Linked DNA regions of Mus musculus: regions 1 and 2 are each linked to region 3. The links are chromatin contacts, called in public HiCAR-type and promoter capture Hi-C maps. All regions are on one chromosome and are shown on one strand. Each heading gives the region's core, a stretch centred on a gene start, on an enhancer-like site or on the middle of the called end of the contact. The rest is flanking DNA. Distances are from core to core; before and after follow the strand shown. Region 1 holds the start of 6030458C11Rik (RIKEN cDNA 6030458C11 gene). Region 2 holds the start of Pdzd2 (PDZ domain containing 2). Region 3 holds the start of Tars (threonyl-tRNA synthetase).

Region 1 (2,937 bases), core at 438-2,937, 1.4 Mb before region 3:
CAGTTAGCATAGCAAGCACTAACAGGAAACGTCTTTGCTTCTGCTCTCCCTTACTTGGCCAGTGAATTCCTACCGATCCACTAACCTCTTGTGAAGAACTGACTTCCCTTGGGAACGCAAGCTCACTCCTAGATTGCTACTGCTTAGTGTAGACTCACTTCTTTTACGGAGCTTACCAGAATCTGCCGTCTGTGACAGTCGTGTGTGCCCATGTTGAACTCCTCCGGCATGTCCGTGAATCAAGGGTTCATTCAGTCATTCCTGCAGGATTCACAGTCTCTGCACACAGTAAACCGCAGGCAAGTTTGACTCTCCCTCATTGTGCATGCCTCTAAGTCACTACAATTCCCTTCCACCGCTCCCCACAAATACGCGTTTTCAAAACCACCTGGGAGGTATACATTCACCGATTCCATCACTTACTGAGCCAGCACACGTGAGACGCTTTCCCAAGCTCTGTAGGCTCAAAGATTATAAGGCACACAAGCCTGCAGAGTTCAAGGATCGCAAAACCCATATACAAATGTTTATATAATAACAACAGTAATACGATGTCCCGAACACTATAAAAAGAAAAACGCGATGTGATAAATACAATAAAGTAAGGATGTAGAGAGTCCTGGAGAATAAAAAGGACTCTACTGAAGCTAGAGGTGGACAACAGTCAGGGAATTAACACCTCTCCACAGTGAGAAAACGGCACACTCCGTTAGAGAAGCTAGACAAAGGCCCTGGCAGTGGTGGCGCACGCCTTTAAACCCAGAACTTGGGAGGCAGAGGCAGGCGGATTTCTGAGTTCGAGGCCAGCCTGGTCTACACGGTGAGTTCTAGGACAGCCAGGGCTACACAGAGAAACCCTGTTTCAACACACACTCCCCTCCAAAAATAAAAGCTAGATACTGTACCACTGTACTATGGATGCGAAGTTCAAATCAATGAATTTAATGCAAGTGGGAAATACCTATTCTTGGGATGCCCTTTGAAAGCAGGGAAACCGAGGGCGCGATTCTGAACAGTTTACTCGTCCAGGACCGACGACACACAAGACTTGCAAGGTGTGCCTTTAAGTCACTGAAAACCCCGCACTTTCCCCAGGTTCAACCTGCAGCCCGGCCTCCTGCTGGATGAAGAGCACGTTGGCTGGTTTGCATCTCCCGCCAGCCTGCGAGGTTAAGTACGGGACTCCGGGACTCGCCTCCCCCCGCAAGCCGGGCGGCCCCGCGCCTGGACCACGGCTCGCGCTTCGCAAATAGATGAAAGGCTTCCTATCTACGGGATCTGTACCGGGTCGCTCTTTTCCCCCTGGCCGCAGAGCTGCCCCGAAGCCACCCAGACCCAACTCCCAGGATCGTTTAGGTCGATACTCGTTCTCTGAAAACCCATCAGGCGCCCCCCGTCTACCTACAGAGAGTCCCGGGGTCGCCGCCATCAAAGCCCAGCCTGGTTACTATAACACCCTCCACGGCTGAGGCGCCACCCACGCCTCCGGAACAGGAAGCCCCGGGAATTAAAAGGCAAACCGGAGAAATCCGGACCTGGGGAGGGAAAACTCTCCGGAGCGCGTCGCAGCACCTTTTGCACCGTGATTGGCGGATCAGCGAGAGTGACGGACGTATAGACCAATCGACATTGTCTACAGGTCTCACACTCGCCCTTCCACCGTGTCGTCCTCCAATCCGGAAGCGCAACCGGGTGAGCGCGCGTTTCCGCCGCGATCGTGCCTTGGGGGCGCGCGGCTTCGGGCAGCCGGGCTCCTCTCCCGCGTGTCCCGCGGCCTCCCTGAGACGCGCGGAGACATGAGTGACACCGGAGGCGACCGCGCGCGACTCAGGCGCTACACCAAGCTCCCGGTGTGGGTGGTGGAGGATCACCAGGAGGTGAGCGGGCGACACAAGCCACGGAGCCCTGGCAGGAGGGATTCGAACCCTAGCAGCCTGCAGAGGCTTGACCAGCACCTAACGCTGGCTGCAGCCTGTCCCCCACCACCACCAACGTCATCATCCCACGGTTTAACGAGAGGGTTAGCCAGGACCTGAGGGACCATAATCGTAGCTCGTGTCATATGAAGAGGAAAGCCTTCAGCGCTTATTAATGTACAACATGGCAGTGCAGTCGTAAAGTGGGTAGACTTCTGGAAGACGACCTAGCAAGTCTGGATTTGTTTATAGGACCCCTGGAGGGTCTCTGGATATAAAACAAAAGGGATCAAGAGTGAAGCTCTGCGATACACCCCTTCCCCCAGGAAAAGTGGGTTATTTACTGATGGAGAAAGTTAAAGGAGGAAAGAAAGAAGATCTCTGAGACAAACCCAACTTTGGGTTACTCTGTGCTTTTTAATTTGTTGGTAAACTTGGATGTATAGCATGTAGGAGGAAAAAGTCATCTAGTCCCACTTCACCATCCTAAAGGGACAGAAAATGCCCTAAAACTTAGAGTACCTGGAACACAGTTTAATGCTAGAGTGAGTGGTTGGAGATTATCATCAGAAACCATCTATGGTAAAGCTTTTTTTTTTTTTTTTTTTTTTTTTTTAATGTTCCCATGTTTGACCACTTGATGCACTTCAGGTTGGTGCAGTTTCTTGTTTTGTCTGCACTTGACAGTGTGCAGTTCTCACTGTGTGTGTCTGTATTACAGGTTCTGCCTTTCATATACCGGGCCATAGGTTCGAAGCATCTTCCTGACAGTAATATAAGTTTCTTACATTTGGACTCCCACCCAGACCTCCTTATCCCTGTGAACATGCCAGCAGACACTGTGTTTGATAAGGAAGCACTCTTTGGGTAATGTGACTTTTTTTTTAGTCATATTTTATGTATTTGAAATACAACATATAGCAGATGATAAACAAGAGATTTTGCTACACTCACATTTGCATTTTTTGTTTGTTTGCTTGCCTTTTAAATTTTTATTTAGAACATTTTTTTTTCTACCCAC
Region 2 (3,058 bases), core at 38-2,537, 1.3 Mb before region 3:
AGGCGGTGAAGACTGCCGTTTATAATACCCAGGCCTGGATTTGTATAGACATTGATCTCTGTGGATTGGGAATTATAAACGCCAAGGAAAAGCTGAATCCAAGAACCCCAACACTTGCTGAAAATACTATCTAGAAACGCCTTGGGTCTACTCTGGTCTCTGGTGCTGAGGGACACTCCATGAGGGCTGCAGGTGACGTAGCTGCTCTTCCAAGAGAGCAGCTCTTAATGCTTTGCTGGGCAAATCTAGAGCCTAGCCATGCTCCAACGTATCCTCACCTCCCTCAAAGCAAAAGATTTCCAATTACTGTTCTGCAGAAAATGTCAAAAGCATTATTCACCAACTCATGATCCCGAGGTTTGTAATTTTTCCTATGTTTTTACCCTTATCTGCCAGCACTTGAAAAAGACCAGCTTTTTCCTCTCAAGAGAGCTTAATTTGCAGAGCCGTGCGGTCTCCCTATTATGTTCTTATCGTCCTCTCCCTGTGGTAGGCAGAATGACAAGGATGACAAAAAAAAAAAAAAAAAAAAAAAGGGAACCAAAAATATTTGAAGACTTCCTGAAAATCTGTGGGATGAAGCATCCAAAAAGCTAGAGGCTCCCGTTTTCCCAGTGACCTGGAATAAAACGAAGGGCAGTTGGCCTTAGCTCTTGAGGTTCACTCAGAAGGAGGTTCACAACGTCCAAATCCTCCATCCTGGGGCCCATGGAATTTCCTCTAGCGGCTTAATTGAAGGATTAACAGCTCTGAGGTTCTTAAGACGCAAAGAGGTTCTCTCTCCCGAGGAATGCTCATACCAAGACTATATTAAGTATCCTAAGGACCAGAGGCCAGTGGATGGATGGTTGGCTTTTCTCCGGTCTCCCTGGGCCTCCCCACCCAATCTCTGATAAGGCAATTGACATTTTTCTCCGCTATGTGCTATGTTAAGTGCTATGCAAAAGGAAATTAAACCTCCTAGCTCTAGTTCTTCCACCTAGATGGCGCCCCAAGCCCTGCCTACATGGCGTTTCTGAGCCGCAGTCTCCCTGGATCGGTTCCTCCCAGGATCCCCAGGAAGCCGGCGCACTAGGACTGCTGTTTCCCTGGGAGAGCGGTCCTCCCCGCTCAGGGGCTTGCTCGGGGGAATCCCCGCCCACCTTGTCATTCCTGCAGGGGAATCCCCGCCCCCTGGGCCTGTCACTCCGGGAAGGTAGTTCCCGCCCCTCGGATCCAGCAGAGGGAAGGAATCCCCGCCCATTCTGGAGGCTCGGAGCATCCCTGCGCTGCGCAGCGAGAAGCTCACTCCCAGCGCCAGTGCGTACTAGCGGCGGGCAGTGGGACGCGGCGGGGCGGCTGCGGCGGGCGCCCTCCAAGCGCCCCACCGATCGCAAGACGCTCGGGATCGCGCCTCCGGCGGCAACCAGCAAACCCCTGCGGCGCGGCTTCTCCCGGCAGGCGCGGCAACAGCACCGGTGGTGGTGGTGGCAGGGGCGGCGGTAGCTGCGCCGGCACCGCCGGGCGGCGCCTGAGTCTGGACGCTCCAGGAGCGGCTCGAGCCTCCGCCGATCCGCGAACAGGTGAAGAGACCTGGCGCCGCAGCCGCGACGGGGGTGGGGCTTCGGGTGGGCTAGCGGGGTAGCTGAGCTCGATAACCCCAAGACGGTGTGCGCTGGAGAAAGTTCAGTGACAATCGGGTGTGGGGATCCCAGTTCAAGCAAAGAGGCGAGTGAGGGCACCCAAGTGGGTCCCCGCGTTAGGTGGCGCAAACTCCTCTTCCTTCTAGTGGGAGGTAAGAGGGGCACAGTGGAGGAGAGAGGTTGGGCGGAGCGAGATGGAGACAGCGGGATAACCGGAGGCGCCTTGCCTGGGACGCCTAAATCGGGCCAAGAATCCTTATCCCAGTGTGTTGGTTTGTCTCTCTACCTTAGCCAGTTACTGTTTTAAGGACCATCCTCCCGCGCTTCATCTCTCGCTAACCCCCCTGCCCACTAAGTGGCGCGAGAAAGAGTCCGCATGAAGAGCAAGGGCATCTTTGGGGGTTTAATGTCATCTGCCAGGGAGATAAGGGATGTTCCAGTAGGAAAGTATTTCTTCCTGAAGTCCCCCCCCCCAAAAAAAAAACCACCTGCCCGCCTTTCCCAATGAAGCACAAGACTGAATTGTGGTGGGGGGAGCATCTAGGACCCTGGACAGAAGTTTACCAGCGGCCCTTCAGCAGCCCTGCTCTCTGCATAGCTCTTGATAAGGGACCCTGGAGTCACACCAGGTCTGGCATGTGCTGGTGGCAAACACTGGAAAGTCGGACACTGGGGCATTCCAGAGTCCAGGCATATACTGGAGATTTGGGCATTGTGGAGGCCTGAGCTGGGGCTTGCCTCTTCCATGGGTTTTGCTTGACAAGTCACAATGAAGCTCCTGAAGGTTAAGTGGTTGTGGAGTGACCAAAGAAAGTGAGTTTCTCTTGCAGACACACCCCTGAATCTTCACAGCACTTCTCTTGGGGGGGGGGGGGGGGAGGAACCTCCCACATTCATCTCTGCTCCAGGCTTGGGCGATAGGGTCTCGACTGTTTCTACTGGGTCAGCTTTTTCTGGCCCGTGCCTTCTGGGTGGGAGCCAGGTAGGTACACGCTGGCAGGTGTGGTGTGGGAGGACTGCTTGTGAGGGCGGAATAAAATCTCTCAGAGCACACCCCTGGCTGTGGGTGGTTGTTCTAGCTCCATGAATTTCTTCTTCTATTTGGATGAGCCAGGAACTGCTGCTACTATAAAAGCTACACCGTGGTGTGAGCTTGTGTGGTGTGTTACCGGGTAGGAGTAGCAGGGCTGGTAGGTGTTGGGAAAAAAATCAGAACCATGTGAGGTATATAAATGCATCCCCTTGGCATAGTTAATAACCGCCTAGAAAAAGAAAAAGGATATTGAATGGCGCTTTACATCTATCATTGAAATTGATTTTGGATGCACTTACGGCAGTTTACTATTTAAGGAAACGTATGATAATTCCTCTATTCATTTCAATCATTTGGAGCACCTGTGGTTTGCTGGGTCTAGGGCTTCCAAGGGAAGTGCACA
Region 3 (2,785 bases), core at 185-2,684:
AGATGTGACTATGGGATGGCAACCCCATCCCTCACTTGTCTTCCTGCTGGAGGTGGACTCTATAAGTTCCCTCTCCCTACTGTCGGGCATTTCATCTAAGGTCCCTCCCTTTGATTCCTGGGAGTCTCTTATACCCACAACAAGGTTGGTGATAGTGATACCTTCAACATTTTTTTTCAGGATTGTTTTAGCCATCGTGATTTTGTGGTGTGTGTGTGTGTGTGTGTGTGTGTGTGTGTATCTAAAACTTAACATTCTACGTTCTGTAAAGAATTGTGTTGGAAGTTTGGTGGCAATTGCTTTGACTTTGTAGATTGCCTGTGGTAGAATGGTAGAATGGCCATTTTTACTGTATTTATCTATGAACATGGGGGGATTTTTATGTTTTCTGAAATTTTCTCAATTTCTTTCTTCATTGTCTTAAAGTTTTTCTTGTACAATCTTTCACTTGTCTTGTTTGAGTTACTCCAAGATAGTTCATGTTTTTTGAGGCCGTTGTGAAATGTATTGTTTCCCTGGACAATATGTTCCTTGGAAATGGGAACCTGCTCCTTGAAGAGTCACCCAGGAGGCATTTGTCACATTCAAGTGGATCTCAGCGAGTTCCAGGACAGCCGGGCTATACATACAGTGAGACCCTGTCTCAATTCTACTCGGCTGGTGTGTGTGTGTGTGTGTAGGTTGGTGGTGGTGTGGACATTGGGTGGACATGGTTGCAAACGCCTGTAATCCTCTAATTTGGGTGGCTATTGCAGAAGGCTCCCAGATTAGCCAGATCTAAATTGCAAGTTCGAGGCTATCCCTGGCTGCACAGTGAAGCAAAGAAAAAACACAGAACAACCCAAAAACTGGCAGCTGCTATTAGGATAAGCAGGCCAACTAGAACTTTCTGCTAAGCATTTTGCTTAAGTAGTAAAAATCTAATCTCGAGCTCCCGTGATATCAATGACTTTTGTGTGGAGTTTATTCCTTCAAGTAAAAAGTTAATTTTATCTCTGTGCCGTCTATGGGAAAACTCCGTGAGACACTGAGAAAGCTTTGATCAATGGCGCTTGTCCCTCAAACAGCAAATCGGTCCTATTCTCATGAGGAAGGCTGAGTCATCGCTTCAGATTATCAGCCAACGTTCCAGGTAGAGCGCATCTGAGATAAACCAGAGCGCCAGAGACCATATCCAGCAATTCCGGGAAACTCAGTCCAAGCAGCTCAAGTTCACTACGGTGGCCGCTAAGGCCATGCAAGCTACAGTCAGAAGGGGAAGAGTGCGCTTGCGCGCCTCACTACACAGTCTGGAACTAATGGGATTTCTTGAAGGGTTCGTCATTCTCGGCTATTCTATTGGCCAAGGAAAGGGAGGACCCGCCTCTCCGCGTAGCCCATTGGCCTCGTGTCCAGGTAGGGCGGGGCCAGGAGTCCCGTTGCATCAGCTGGTTAGCTGGTTCCGCCTGTGGCCACGTGGCGCACGCGCAGTGCGGAATTGTAGGTCTACACCGCCGGCTTGGGGTCTTCTCTGCGGTGCAGCTCACGGGTTTTGTCTCTCTGTGGTCCTTCCATGTCGCAGGAGAAGGCTAGCAGCCCTTCGGGGAAGATGGACGGCGAGAAGCCGGTGAGCAGGCGCCGTGGGGTGCAGAGAGCGGATGTGTTCTGGGAGCCGGCACTGCCCGGCGGGGCAGGAGTGGAAAGTAGCAGGGAGCAGTCGGTATTGGGGGCCCTGGGTAATAAGTTAGGAACTCTTGCTGGCAGGGTCTGGGGGGTGGGGGGGCATCTTCATCCTAGAGATCTGTGAATTGAGACTGAGTGGTTTGCTCAGATAGTAAGCATTTGGGGCTTAGACTCCCGCGCTTGTATTTTTTCACTAAAATAAGCGGGAAGAACATTTGAAGAACTTTTTAAAATCCTAAACTGCGTGGAGCAAAAAGCTCTAGTTAGGAAGGAAAAGCCAGTCCCCGCGATCAGATCCAGTTTGCCCAAGATTGGGTGCTAAATAAGGCTGGATGCCCCCATTGACAGACTGTTTTGAAATTAAAGCCTCTGTCTGCCAGGTGCTGGAAGCGACCTAAATAACTTCACACACATCCCCTTTAAACTTTGCTTTGGGCTGTCACCCACTGGTTAGGAACAGCATTTGTACACTGGCGTGTTTTCTGCCCCACCCCTCTTTTACAGCCAACTGTGCCTGTGTCCCCTGTGTATTTATTTGCCCTGGCACTTAGTCAGGCAGTCCAGGTGGCTACACAAGTTAAGATCGATTCCTGACTTTGGGGGCTCCCCAAATGTGCAGGACTGGAAAATCGTACTTCTCTGATTAGCTTGGTTGAGTTATAGAGAAGCACAGTCAGACTGTTTTATTGGGTTTGGAAAAATGAGGTCAGGTAAATCAGGCAGGGCAGGGCTGTCCAGGTTCAGGGGATGAATTGTGCCCCGGCTGTACAGGGAGAGACGGGAGGGAAGTGCAGCGATTGAGGCTATCAGTATTCTCTACGTGCAGGAGTTTTGTAGGGAGGTGCTATGTATGTATTGTATTGTCAAAAAGTGACATGGCATGGGGGTTTAAGGAACATTGGAAAGGGGTGAGGCCATATGACAGATTGTCTAGGTAACCATTGCTGACGGTTGCTAGGGTCTTCATCAAGAGGAGTTTCCATCCTGATAGGGCAAATCACTAAAATGCTTGTGTATGCGCTTTAAGCTACAGATTTAAGGCGATGAATGACAGGTATACATGGATAGATTTTGTTCCTATTTCCTTATGTTTTTAAGGTGTTTTATGGTTTTATAACTTGGT

The links. HiCAR-type assays count read pairs that join an accessible place to other places. Capture Hi-C pulls out chosen DNA fragments and counts their contacts.
Region 1: a promoter capture Hi-C map of liver shows a contact between it and region 3, with 2.9 times the contacts expected there. The contact joins the promoter of 6030458C11Rik here to the promoter of Tars in region 3. A contact is called at or near these places in 13 of 39 promoter capture datasets (the 3T3-L1 cell line, 3T3-L1-derived adipocytes, the C10 cell line and 8 more), 8 of 484 Hi-C or Micro-C datasets (B cells, CD4 T cells, CD8 T cells and 5 more), 6 of 115 datasets of contacts at active chromatin or transcription factors (T-cell acute lymphoblastic leukemia, astrocytes, bone marrow-derived macrophages and 3 more) and 2 of 9 other capture datasets (adipose tissue and liver).
Region 2: a HiCAR-type map of astrocytes shows a contact between it and region 3, with 3 times the contacts expected there. The contact joins the promoter of Pdzd2 here to the promoter of Tars in region 3. A contact is called at or near these places in 1 of 39 promoter capture datasets (hippocampal neurons) and 1 of 115 datasets of contacts at active chromatin or transcription factors (astrocytes).

Annotation. Positions count from the first base shown.
Region 1 is chr15:12,823,407-12,826,343 of GRCm38.p6, reverse strand. It overlaps 6030458C11Rik (RIKEN cDNA 6030458C11 gene), which reads left to right and starts at 1,687. Exons shown (of 9, transcript NM_029998.3): 1 at 1,687-1,877; 2 at 2,638-2,783. The coding sequence starts at 1,797. It overlaps Drosha (drosha, ribonuclease type III), which reads right to left and starts at 1,529. Exons shown (of 35, transcript NM_026799.3): 1 at 1,406-1,529; 2 at 177-279.
Region 2 is chr15:12,738,121-12,741,178 of GRCm38.p6, reverse strand. Pdzd2 (PDZ domain containing 2) reads left to right here and starts at 1,287. Exons shown (of 26, transcript NM_001081064.2): 1 at 1,287-1,562.
Region 3 is chr15:11,398,307-11,401,091 of GRCm38.p6, reverse strand. Tars (threonyl-tRNA synthetase) reads left to right here and starts at 1,434. Exons shown (of 19, transcript NM_033074.3): 1 at 1,434-1,606. The coding sequence starts at 1,553.